Regions from separate parts of the Anser cygnoides genome. Here region 1 is linked to region 2. Evidence: chromatin contacts called from public Hi-C data. All regions are on one chromosome and are shown on one strand. The core of a region is the stretch at or near the end of the contact, and the rest is flanking DNA. Distances in the headings are between cores, read along the strand shown. Region 1 overlaps MAGI1 (membrane associated guanylate kinase, WW and PDZ domain containing 1). Region 2 overlaps MAGI1 (membrane associated guanylate kinase, WW and PDZ domain containing 1).

Region 1 (5,337 bases), core at 2,484-4,983, 160 kb before region 2:
GAACATGTATTCTAGTGACTTCCTCTGAACAGGAATATTTTTAATGATAAATAGAAATACACTGAATATAGATCTTACAAATGTCTAGTTCTCAAAAAGCCCAGTAAAGCACTAACTACTCCACAGAGTTCTCGTACGTTTGTATACCTCAATGTGAATTTTTTGTTTGCATTGCAGGAGCAGAAGCACAGGAGTTCTCAGTCTTACAAAATTATAATGTTATTTTTAAACTTCTAAATGGATTTGTATGATAAAAACAACCTTGAAACCACAAAGTATCCCAGTTACATAGTTTCTAGTTGATAAATGGAAAAAAGACCCTTTTTATAATCACAGAACAGCAAGACATCCTTGCTACTGAATAAAACTTTCTATTAAAGGAAACAGTGCTTGCTCACTGAATCAGAGGATTTCACCCAAGTGGTCAATGATGACTGTTTTAGCAGTACACGTCCCACAAGCACATTAAGAGATGCTATATTTACCTGTGCATGAAAACTCCCTTCCTCTCTCCTCTCCCTCGCGAGAGACAGCCCCCCGAAGAGCGAGAGCATTCCCCCGCCGCACCGGCAGGCAGTTCTGGGGTTTGTAGATGTAGGAACAAGGATGCTCAAGGATCTTTTACGGTTTCCTGGCAGTATTTATGGCTGCATCCCGGCTGGCTCGGACGGCAGAGATGCTCTGCAAAGCGTCGTTTCCGGCTTGCTCCCCGCCACGGAGCGTCTCTTTCTCTCGCATTAGGAGCGAGCACAGGACTGATCAGTTTTCCAGCGCTTAACAGATTCTGGCACAGCCTGGCCTCTGCTATAAACAAATAGCCTCGGCGCATGAGACCCCTGAAGACTGATTAAAAGTCAGCCCGATTTCATGAGCACGGGTTGCGTGCGGCCATTCCCGGCGCTAACACACAGCCCTTTGTTCTGCCTCGCTGGAGGGCAGCTCGCGCCGCACTCAGCTGGGGCACCTCCGAAGGTAGGCTCCTGCCAGTGACATGTGCGGTTACGGTAATGGCCCTTAACAGTTCTTTAACGTATGGAAAACTGACACCAGCAATACACGAGTTGATATCGCGGATGTGAAGCGATGCCATTAGGTTCAGGGGAGGAACGTGGGGGCCTTGCTGGCAACGCAGCCGTGCGGGTTTACATGAGCGCAGGGAAAGAAAGCACCTGGGCTGAGGTGGCCACAGGTGATGGACATTAAGCAACAGGATTCGCATTGAAGGAGCTGAGTCCTAAGCAGGACAATGCTGCTTTTGGACAGAAGACAACAGAAGAACTGGAAACGTTCAGGAGAGGTGAGAGCAAAGGGGCCCTGCGCCAAGAGACCCTTCCACCAAGTCCTCGAGACCCCAGGGGACTCCTGCCAAGGACCGTGCTGGGGGGAGGTCTGAGCATTCCTCTGCCTCAGGCCGCTTTCCTGGCACTGATTCGCTTTTGTGGGGTGGGAAAATTCTGGCTGGCTTTACGGTCTGGCAGGACACCGGCACGCATGCACCACCCCCACAGGCACCCCAGCGCCGCTGCTCCCCGCCGAGGGAGCTGCGCGGCTTCACTGCAGCCGCAGCTCTGCTCCTTGCCCTCTCTTTACTGGCCTACGAAAAGGATAATTTTAAATCCAAATTAGGTAGCGCACACTGCAGGAGAAACCCCACAGGTAAAATGATGAGGATACAATTTTTCCTGCGGTACTGAGACATTAAAATTTAAGTCTGACGTTTTTAGAAAGAAAGGAGCTGACAAACAGAGGAGGAAAGTAAAACCGTCCCCGTTTCTCCCCCATCTTCACATCTTCCTTAAAAATAAACAAACAGAAGAACAGAACAAGCCTTTGAGGAAACGACAGCCCCGGTCAGAGCTCACTTCATTACACACCAGCAGCTCTGTCGCCGGACCCTTGGGAACGCCGCCTTCCTCACGTCTGCTCCTCGTGGTGCTGTCCCTGTGAGCTTGACCAAGGCTTGGCCACGCAGCCAGCTGACATCAAAGGATCCACTCGATGTAATTTATTCAATTTTCAACTATTTCATTTTAATGACCACTGCAAAGTTGTGCTGGAAGACTGTAGATGTAAGCCTAAACCGGTGCAATTCAGATCACAGCTTCCAGCCTGCCAAGACAAACTGTCCGCTCAGGCCAGCTCTAAAATCTCATTAATTTTAGACAAGCATGATGCTTCTTACAAGTAATGGACACCTGGCAGCAATCTACTCATCTGCACGGGGCTCAACCAGCAGCAACCACCAAAATAAAACCAGAAGAGCAGTTTGCAGTCCTGGTGATCCAGCTGCAGCGCGCTCTGCCCCTTCGGACCCATGTGAGCGTCGTGCCGGGCGCCTGGCTCGCTCCTGCAAGGTGAGAGCCAGAAATCCTGCTACAAACCCTGCAGCTCACGAGCCACACTGCCAAAACTGCAGGAGTTCCTCCAGCAGGGACAGACATCTCCTTCTCAGCAGGATTTTGAGATTCCCCCCCCCACACACATGCAGGTGAGGTGACTTCCCTGAGCGCAGACGAAGCAGGGAGCTAGTTTGCTTTCCGAGCTCCCTCGCTGCCCCCCTTCCTCAGTTTCTCGTTTCCAGCTCATGCCTACAACTTCACGCCTTGCTCACGGAGTCAATGCTTTCCAAGGCAGATTTATGCCTTGCTGTGCGTACAACGCAGGCAGACTTTGTGCGCGCCACTGCCAACAACAAAGCTCTGCAAACCTGTGAAATACGTGCCGAACAGCACACCACGAGGCACGTCCCACGAACAGTTCAGAGGCACGGTGTCCGCTCCTTCGTGCCATACAGCCAGCCTGATCCTGCCCACAGGTCCCGGCAGCCCCCTGCCAGCTCACACAGGCCGACTGGTAACACCGCTGCCACTGGTGCCTTTAGCTCCACCTTAGCACACTGTGCTCCCATGTAAGCCGGTCTCATTGGAACACGGCAGAGATCAGGCTGAGGATTAGAAACTGCATCTCCAGCTTTCATGAGTTAAGAACATGCGACACGCATTTATTTGTTTAGTTTTTCAACCTAAAGGCAATTTTCCTCAATTCTGCTGTCAAACATTAGGCACTAAATAGCTTGTTCCTTCAGCTTACGCTTTGGTAAAATAATAACAGCAAGGCCGTAAATAGAGTATTGACTCTTTGGGATTCAATAGACTTTCTGCGAGAACCCAGCAGCATTCCTGCTAACTACAAGAGACAAACACGGAGGGACGCAGAGAAGGGGACATCATTTTCCTGTAGCCAAGCCAGGCCAGCGCGGAGATTCGGACCCGGGGCTCTCCGATCTCAGCATGCCATCAGCCTCGGCCGTGCTCTCTAGGCCAGTGACCTACAAGCCACGGAGAGCACACGAGCGAGGTGCGCGCAGGACCAGCCGCTCTCAGCATGGGCTGAGCCAGCCTCATGCGCTCCCCCCCCGCCCCTCGACAGCCTCCGCCTGATACAAACGCACTCCAGCTTCACTTGGGGAATCAGCAACGCTTAGCTCCAGAGACCAGTCCCACGACAGGCCACCAATTAAACTGCATCCGAAGACAGGAGCGACAGGACTTCGTTCCAGCTGCTGTGCCGATGGCGGCTCCCAGAACCGAGAACATCAGCAGCTGGGAGCTGCTCCGTGCACCCCGTGGGATTCGCTCACCCAGCCGGCGTCCCAGGAAACGCAGGGGACAAAATGCCATTTGTGACGTGCAACGTGGGATCGGTGAAGTTTCAGGAGATGCAAAGGAGGGTGATTTCTGGCACCAATGCCAGCCTCCTTCCACCATCTCGTTTTCAAAACGAAAGCCCGATTCCGCCTCTGCCTCTCCTCTGGCGCAGCCCGCTGCATACAAGAGTGGGGACGCGAGCACAGAGCGACAGCAGCCTGCAGGAGGATTTGTTTTATAGCCCAGCTACCGACCAGGTCGCTCTCTGGAAGGCGCTGTACAAACAAAGACTAACAAGACTGATTCCTGCTCTGAGGCACCTACGGTAAGTAACGGTGACCCTCCGCCCCGACCCCCACCGACACGCCGCTGCCAGCCTTTCGTGCCAGGAGAACGCGCAGTGGGTGCCTGCGGTAACTCATACGGCTGCTGTGAGTTACAAGGCAAAGCCTGTCTCACTGAGAACAGACCAGGAGCTTCTCAGCAAAGGGCTGAGCTCGTACCTCTGCAATAGGAGGAAAAAAAACCCTCCTGACCCTTTTATTGTGTGATTAAATTAGGCCAGACCTAACCCCGGTGCATGAAATTGTGTCAGACTTGTAGGTAGTTACATAGCATTTGCATTTAGAAACAAAACTTGAACAAACATGGCCTAAGGGCCTAAAAGCCACAGATCCGAAAATGAACCCAGAGCAAATGACCCCATGTTTTACATCCAAATACTGCCGTCCTTTAATGCATGATAGGTGGGAAGTAAAATACGTATCAGTGTGAAACTGATAAGCCTTGTACGTGAGCTGAGACAAACAGCACAGCAACCTAAGTTAACGTCATTAGAACAAATAAAACAAAACAAACCACAGAAGTATTTGTTTTAAGTGTTAGAGCAAATAAAGGTGAATTCTTTAGGTCAGCATGATTTTTAAGCTGACTCCACATCCTTCTGTAACTGTGTGCTTGCTTGGAACTGAAACGGTTTCCTGCTCGAGAGGAAAGCCAGAAGAAACTGGGCACCTCCGTGGGTGACGAGCGGCGTGACAGCTCTGTCCCCTGCCTGCTGGCCATCTGCGGGACTGAGCATCACCCTTCGCTGCCAAGCTTCCCATCCCAGTGATGGGCTTCATTTGGAAAACCATGATCTACTGGTGAAAAGCACCAACCGGGTTTATTCGTCGTCATGTTTCTTCTTCCAAGCATCCCATTGCTAATTACACGTCAAAGAGCTGTTTTCACACCTGCACAAGCAGCTATCCCACAGCACCCGCCCTTTTAGAGCAAAGACAAAACCACACAAAGCCAGTCCCCGGAGCACACGAGGAATTCCCCCATTCCCACCCCCGGGGCAGGACAGGCAGCCCAACCGCCCTGCACCCTGCAGCTCACCTCCCTCTTCGTGGCACCCTGGGGTCCTGGTGCCCCACTAGCGGTGTGCGGACCCTCGATCCCGTAGGCTTGGCTGACAACCTCAGCCTTAGTTAACTGCGTCCTTTTGAAATCCCGAGATGTGTGGGAAGAGGCGGTGAGAACTTTAAAAAACTGCAGTACTTTGATCCTAATTAACAGAGTTGACTGAAAGCAGAATATGTAGAGCTAATTTTCACAATATTTTTCCACCATCCCTAGACAGAGCCTTTTTCCTGGCACTGTTTAAAATTAATGAAGTAAATATGTTTGCATATTTATCTTTTCA
Region 2 (4,626 bases), core at 775-3,274:
ATTTACCAGCGGTGGCTTACAGATGCTCAGGGACACTACGATTGACCACGTACTGCCGTGGGCAGGTGGGAGGACAGCAAGAGGAAAGGCTTTTCCAAAGCTCCAGATGTGACAGAAGAGCAGGACAGGGTCCTGCTGAGCAGCCCGGAGCCCTGGGCTGCTGACGTCTACAGGACATTGGCAATGCCCAACATCTCACTCCCTGCTGACAAGCTAAGCAACCAAAATGCTGTAAAACTGCCACTCCAGTAGCATCTCCAGCCCGCAGGGTGGTTCATCCCGCCTCCACTTTGGTCGCAGCACGGCTGGGACGCGCTGAGCAGGGAGGCCAACGCGTGGAAAAGGCCCCCGTGGAGGCCAGGGCTTGTGCTGAGGCTGCCCTTGGACACTTGCTGGGTCCACCTCAGCTGGAAACTCCCCTACAGATAATAGCTGTAAGAAAACACCTCTGTGAAACACATATTTCTGCAAAATCCCAAGCTTTTTTTTTTTTTAAATTACTGAGAATTTTTTTTTAAAAAAAAAAAAAAGATTCTGCCTCAAAGAACTGCAGCCTGAAGGAATTGAATTCTGCAAGCAGAAACGGCACAGGAGTTTGAAGCAAACACAACCGGAGTCGGCAGGAATAACAAATTAAAGGTTTTTGTTGTGGCAAATGAGGCTATCAAAAAGACCAGCAGTAACACCGTGTTCAAAACTTTGCTACATCACTTTTATGATTCTTACCAGCAGCATGCAACAAAACATATCTAAGCTGGGATCAATTTCTTACAGCCTTACATAAACATTATAGGAATTGTGTCCTCTGCAATACTTCTTGCTCTCTAGGCTGCTATAAATAAGTCAGTTACAGCCCCTCCGCCTCTTTGTCTCCTATCTTGCCATCTCAAGTCGCTGTTTTTATTTCTTTCTCGCTACCAGCGCAGCCACTTTCGGCTTCAGCACATATTTTAAATGTAACCTGTAGCTAAACTCCACACGGAATGAAGCATTTAACATTCGCAGGGGAGGCGTGGAAAGAAAAAGCTGGGTTCCAAGGTTAATGCCAGCTCCCCTCCATCCACAGTCTCTCTCCAGTACCAGGGAAGGGAGCTGTGGTAGGCAGGAGAGGAGCAGGATGCTCAGCCCCAGGAGGGCAGATGTCATTGAACACCAACTTGCTGTAGGCAGAGACCTTCTGGGACATAAATCCCTCCCCTCCAGGCCAGGCCTTCAGCCTGGCCGTGCCCCGTGCACCCCACGAGCAGGCCGAGGCGTACCCAGCACGCTGGGTCCCACGCTGTAGGGACACCTGAGAGGGGACACGCTGCAGGGCCAGGCCCCGAGACCGGGCCTGCACCAGGCCCGCAGCCATGCAGAGGGTTGTAACCGAGCTGTGTGCCGCTTCGTGACTTACCCTGGTGTATCTCTGGACTACACAGAAGTGGATTTCTTTCCCCACTACCAGATGTGTAACGTGAAGGATGCTGCCATACGATAGCCACGGGGGAGGTTTGCAAAGATGGGGAATTTTCTGAGCAGCAAAGTAAGCTCCTAGTGACAGCACGTGGAGCAGTGCCCAGAGCCCCCAGAGGCTCTGCCAGCGGGAGGACCCGGGAAAAACAAGCCAGCCTTGACCCGGCACCAGGGGAGGGCGAGAGGAGCACATGCGTGTATTTTATTTCACACTAACCTCCATCTGACCAGCTAGACAAATAAATCTCCTCTGCTTGTCCTAAGAACACTTCTAGGGACCAGGAGAGAATTTGGAAGACTTCACAGTTGAGCCAGGCCTGCTGGTCGCCGGACTGCAACTGAGCTCAACGAGTGTCAGGAAATGCAGTATCAAGCAGGCACACTGCATCCAAAAAAGTACTCCAAGTGTGGAAGAGAGAAAGAAAAGGTGCTTAGGGATTTGGTACGTGATCATGATCGCTTAAATCCCTCACGGGCAGAGGAGCGCTAGGCGGTCCCAGGAGAGCCCATCCCAGGGCAGGAGGAGACACAGGGGAGGGCCCAGTGCCTTTACGGTCAGGGGAAGCAGCGTGCGCGCTGCCTGCACCGACACAGGGCCGCTGCCTGATCACAAGGACAAACAAAGCACGGGTATCTATGACACCCGGCCTCGCTCCAGGAGGCAGCTGGCACGCCTGGTTTCCAAGCAGTGCGCACGCACCGCAGTGCTGACGGCTGCTCTGTTATTGTACTTTTGTCCTCTTTAGTGCATAGGCTCTCCAGGGGCAGGGATTGCACCTTCCCTGATGTATTTACAACATCTCACGTGCTAGATTCCCCTAACACTTCATTACTGAGGCTATTCAGAAACCGCTGTCACGAAGATGCTGTGCTTACACCTGATTCCAGCTTCCTCTTGCTCAGATCAGCGTGGCTCAGACATTCACTCATCACTACAACCCCGTAGTGCCAGGTCAGCTTAACTGTGCCAATATTCGAGTGAGCTAGATGTAAACCCTATAATTTTCTAATTCTTTCACTTAAATAGCTGCTTTATCCTGATATAAGCAACACATCAGAGCTGTGTGAAGACTCCCTAGGCCCCAGTGATGGCAACGTGGGCTTGTACAAGGGGTGCAGTTCAGCTAAGGGAAGGAATGGAAGGAAGCCTAGCCCTAAATCCTCAAAAACCAGGTTTTACAGCTGAGAACAGCTTCAGTCCCACATCCCCTGCAATAACACTGCGGCAGAGCCATGGCCCACCTGATGCTGAGCAGCGAAAGTGGCCCAGCCAAAGGCACACACATCAGGGCAGTTCAGAGGAAACACAGAACAAAAGTCAAACAAAACTTTCAAGCTGCTTAAGTCGTCCCCCTTTGGAGGCTCACCTGCCCTTATAACCTCCTGCATATCCACCACGGGGCGATGCTGCGAGCCCAGGGCACAGCGTGCTGCCCACCACCATGGCCAGGGCTGGACCTGAGCTTCCCACCGGGACCACTGAGCTCAGAGCTCTGCAGCACGGCGAGCTGCAGGCGAGCAATGCAGAGGAGAGGGAGGCACTGCTTCGGTGCGCTGATCCAGGCAGACAGCAAGAGGCGGGAGGGGGGCGAGGGGGCGAGCACTAGAAATTCCTTTGACAGGGTGAAAAATGAAAGCAAAGTGAAACACAGCTCAATCTGTCAAAACAAAATCACAGCAAGCCCACTGAAAAAAAGAAAACGCGGCTCAGCTCACATTCTGTAGTAAGCAATAGCTGCTGCATTTGTTTTCTTGAAGATAAGCAGGTGGGTCAAGTTTGCCAGACAACACACTGAGTAGATCTGAAAGGTAATCACAGCAGAAAAGCAACCTTTCAAATTGTGCAGAGGCTCTAAATGCAAACAGGGACAAGCTACGGACCTGCTTCCACCTTGCAATTCAAAAAGGCTTGCAAAAAACTTCTTGGAGTTGCACTCTTGGGCCGATGGACGGCTTCGAGGGTGTCTGCTCCAGGCAGGCTTCTCCTCTCCTCCGAGCACCAGCCAAGAAGGAGAGACGAGGCTCTCCACAGAGAACAAATCACGAATGGGCACATGGCAAAAGATCCCATACAGTGCATTTTTGGTCACAATGGTAAAGGTCAACCTAATATTCAGAGTACAGAGAACCCATTAACCTGGTAAAAGAGTCCTAACAATGTTACCCTGAGGGTATTTGCAATGGTGAGACAGCTTGTAATTAGCTTAGGTGGGCCAACCTAATTATTCGTGGCCTGAAGAAGCGTCTTGCAGTGCAAGAGGAGTACAAGATGTATTTATAGTTCTTTCCTGATAAGCTCATTATAAGCTTTCAGAGATGAATGGCCACAGCATTTGACTGCTTTCTTGCAACCTGGAGATGCGCGCAGTAATGGGCAAGGGAGCCAGGAGCACACGGCTGGGGCTGCAGGGCTGGAAGTGAAACAGGAAAATGAAAACAACAAAAAACATTTGTGATTTCTGTCACACTGCAATGTGAAACCGTGATTTGCTGGCTTCATTTTGCAATGGACAATTATGTGATGCATGTCCATTTTATATAAACGTTCCAACAAGCATTTCCATAAAACCCATTTTAAAAAGGCCTCGAGCATTAAAAATAGGAAATAATATAATAGAAACAGTTAATAAAGATGTGCAGCACCCCATATATATATATATATATATTCAGAACTGTATTCACATTTTAAAAGCTTGGTCATTCTTCCGAATAGATCAACATTTAAAAAAAAAAAAAAAGTCATTTCCCAATATTTCCATTCCATTTGCCTGCTCAGATCTTTATTTGTCATAACAGGCCTTCAGGTACAGACAGAAATTAATCTATTTCAAACTGGAACCTGGCAGAAGAAAGATGGAAGGAAGGAAAGGATACCAAAAAAAAAAGTTTCATTTATCTGTGTCTCATTTATTTACTTTTTTTTCAGGGTGTCTCCTAACATTGCTAAATCTCCCTAGCGCACACAGCTTTGCCATTTGCATCTGCACTGTTTTAACCTCTCCTCTTTATCACGGCGATTGCTCGCCTATTCTTGCAGGGGCTGAAATCCTACCACTTCTGTGTTACCAATTCCATTCCTCCTCCCCCGAGGTTTCCTCTCCCATTACAAATTAACTCTTCCGTGCTCCAGCCCTCCTCCTCCGAGCCTGGTGGCAGGTCCCTGGATTCCCA

The links. Hi-C and Micro-C count contacts between places; a contact is called where the count stands out from the background.
Region 1: a contact with region 2 is called in a Hi-C map of liver, with 8 times the contacts expected there. The contact joins two enhancer-like sites. A contact is called at or near these places in 2 of 7 Hi-C or Micro-C datasets (both in liver).

What each region holds. Positions count from the first base shown.
Region 1 is chr10:9,010,952-9,016,288 of Taihu_goose_T2T_genome, reverse strand. The region is part of intron 2 of MAGI1 (membrane associated guanylate kinase, WW and PDZ domain containing 1); the gene reads right to left. Among named protein-coding and RNA genes, the nearest start is that of MAGI1, 190 kb to the right of the region's middle. Within about 2 kb of position 3,733, at least 2 of the 3 cell types and tissues checked have open chromatin away from gene starts, as enhancers often do. A contact at or near this core is called in liver, where this site is marked.
Region 2 is chr10:8,854,134-8,858,759 of Taihu_goose_T2T_genome, reverse strand. The region is part of intron 1 of MAGI1 (membrane associated guanylate kinase, WW and PDZ domain containing 1); the gene reads right to left. Among named protein-coding and RNA genes, the nearest start is that of MAGI1, 37 kb to the right of the region's middle. Within about 2 kb of position 2,024, at least 3 of the 3 cell types and tissues checked have open chromatin away from gene starts, as enhancers often do. A contact at or near this core is called in liver, where this site is marked.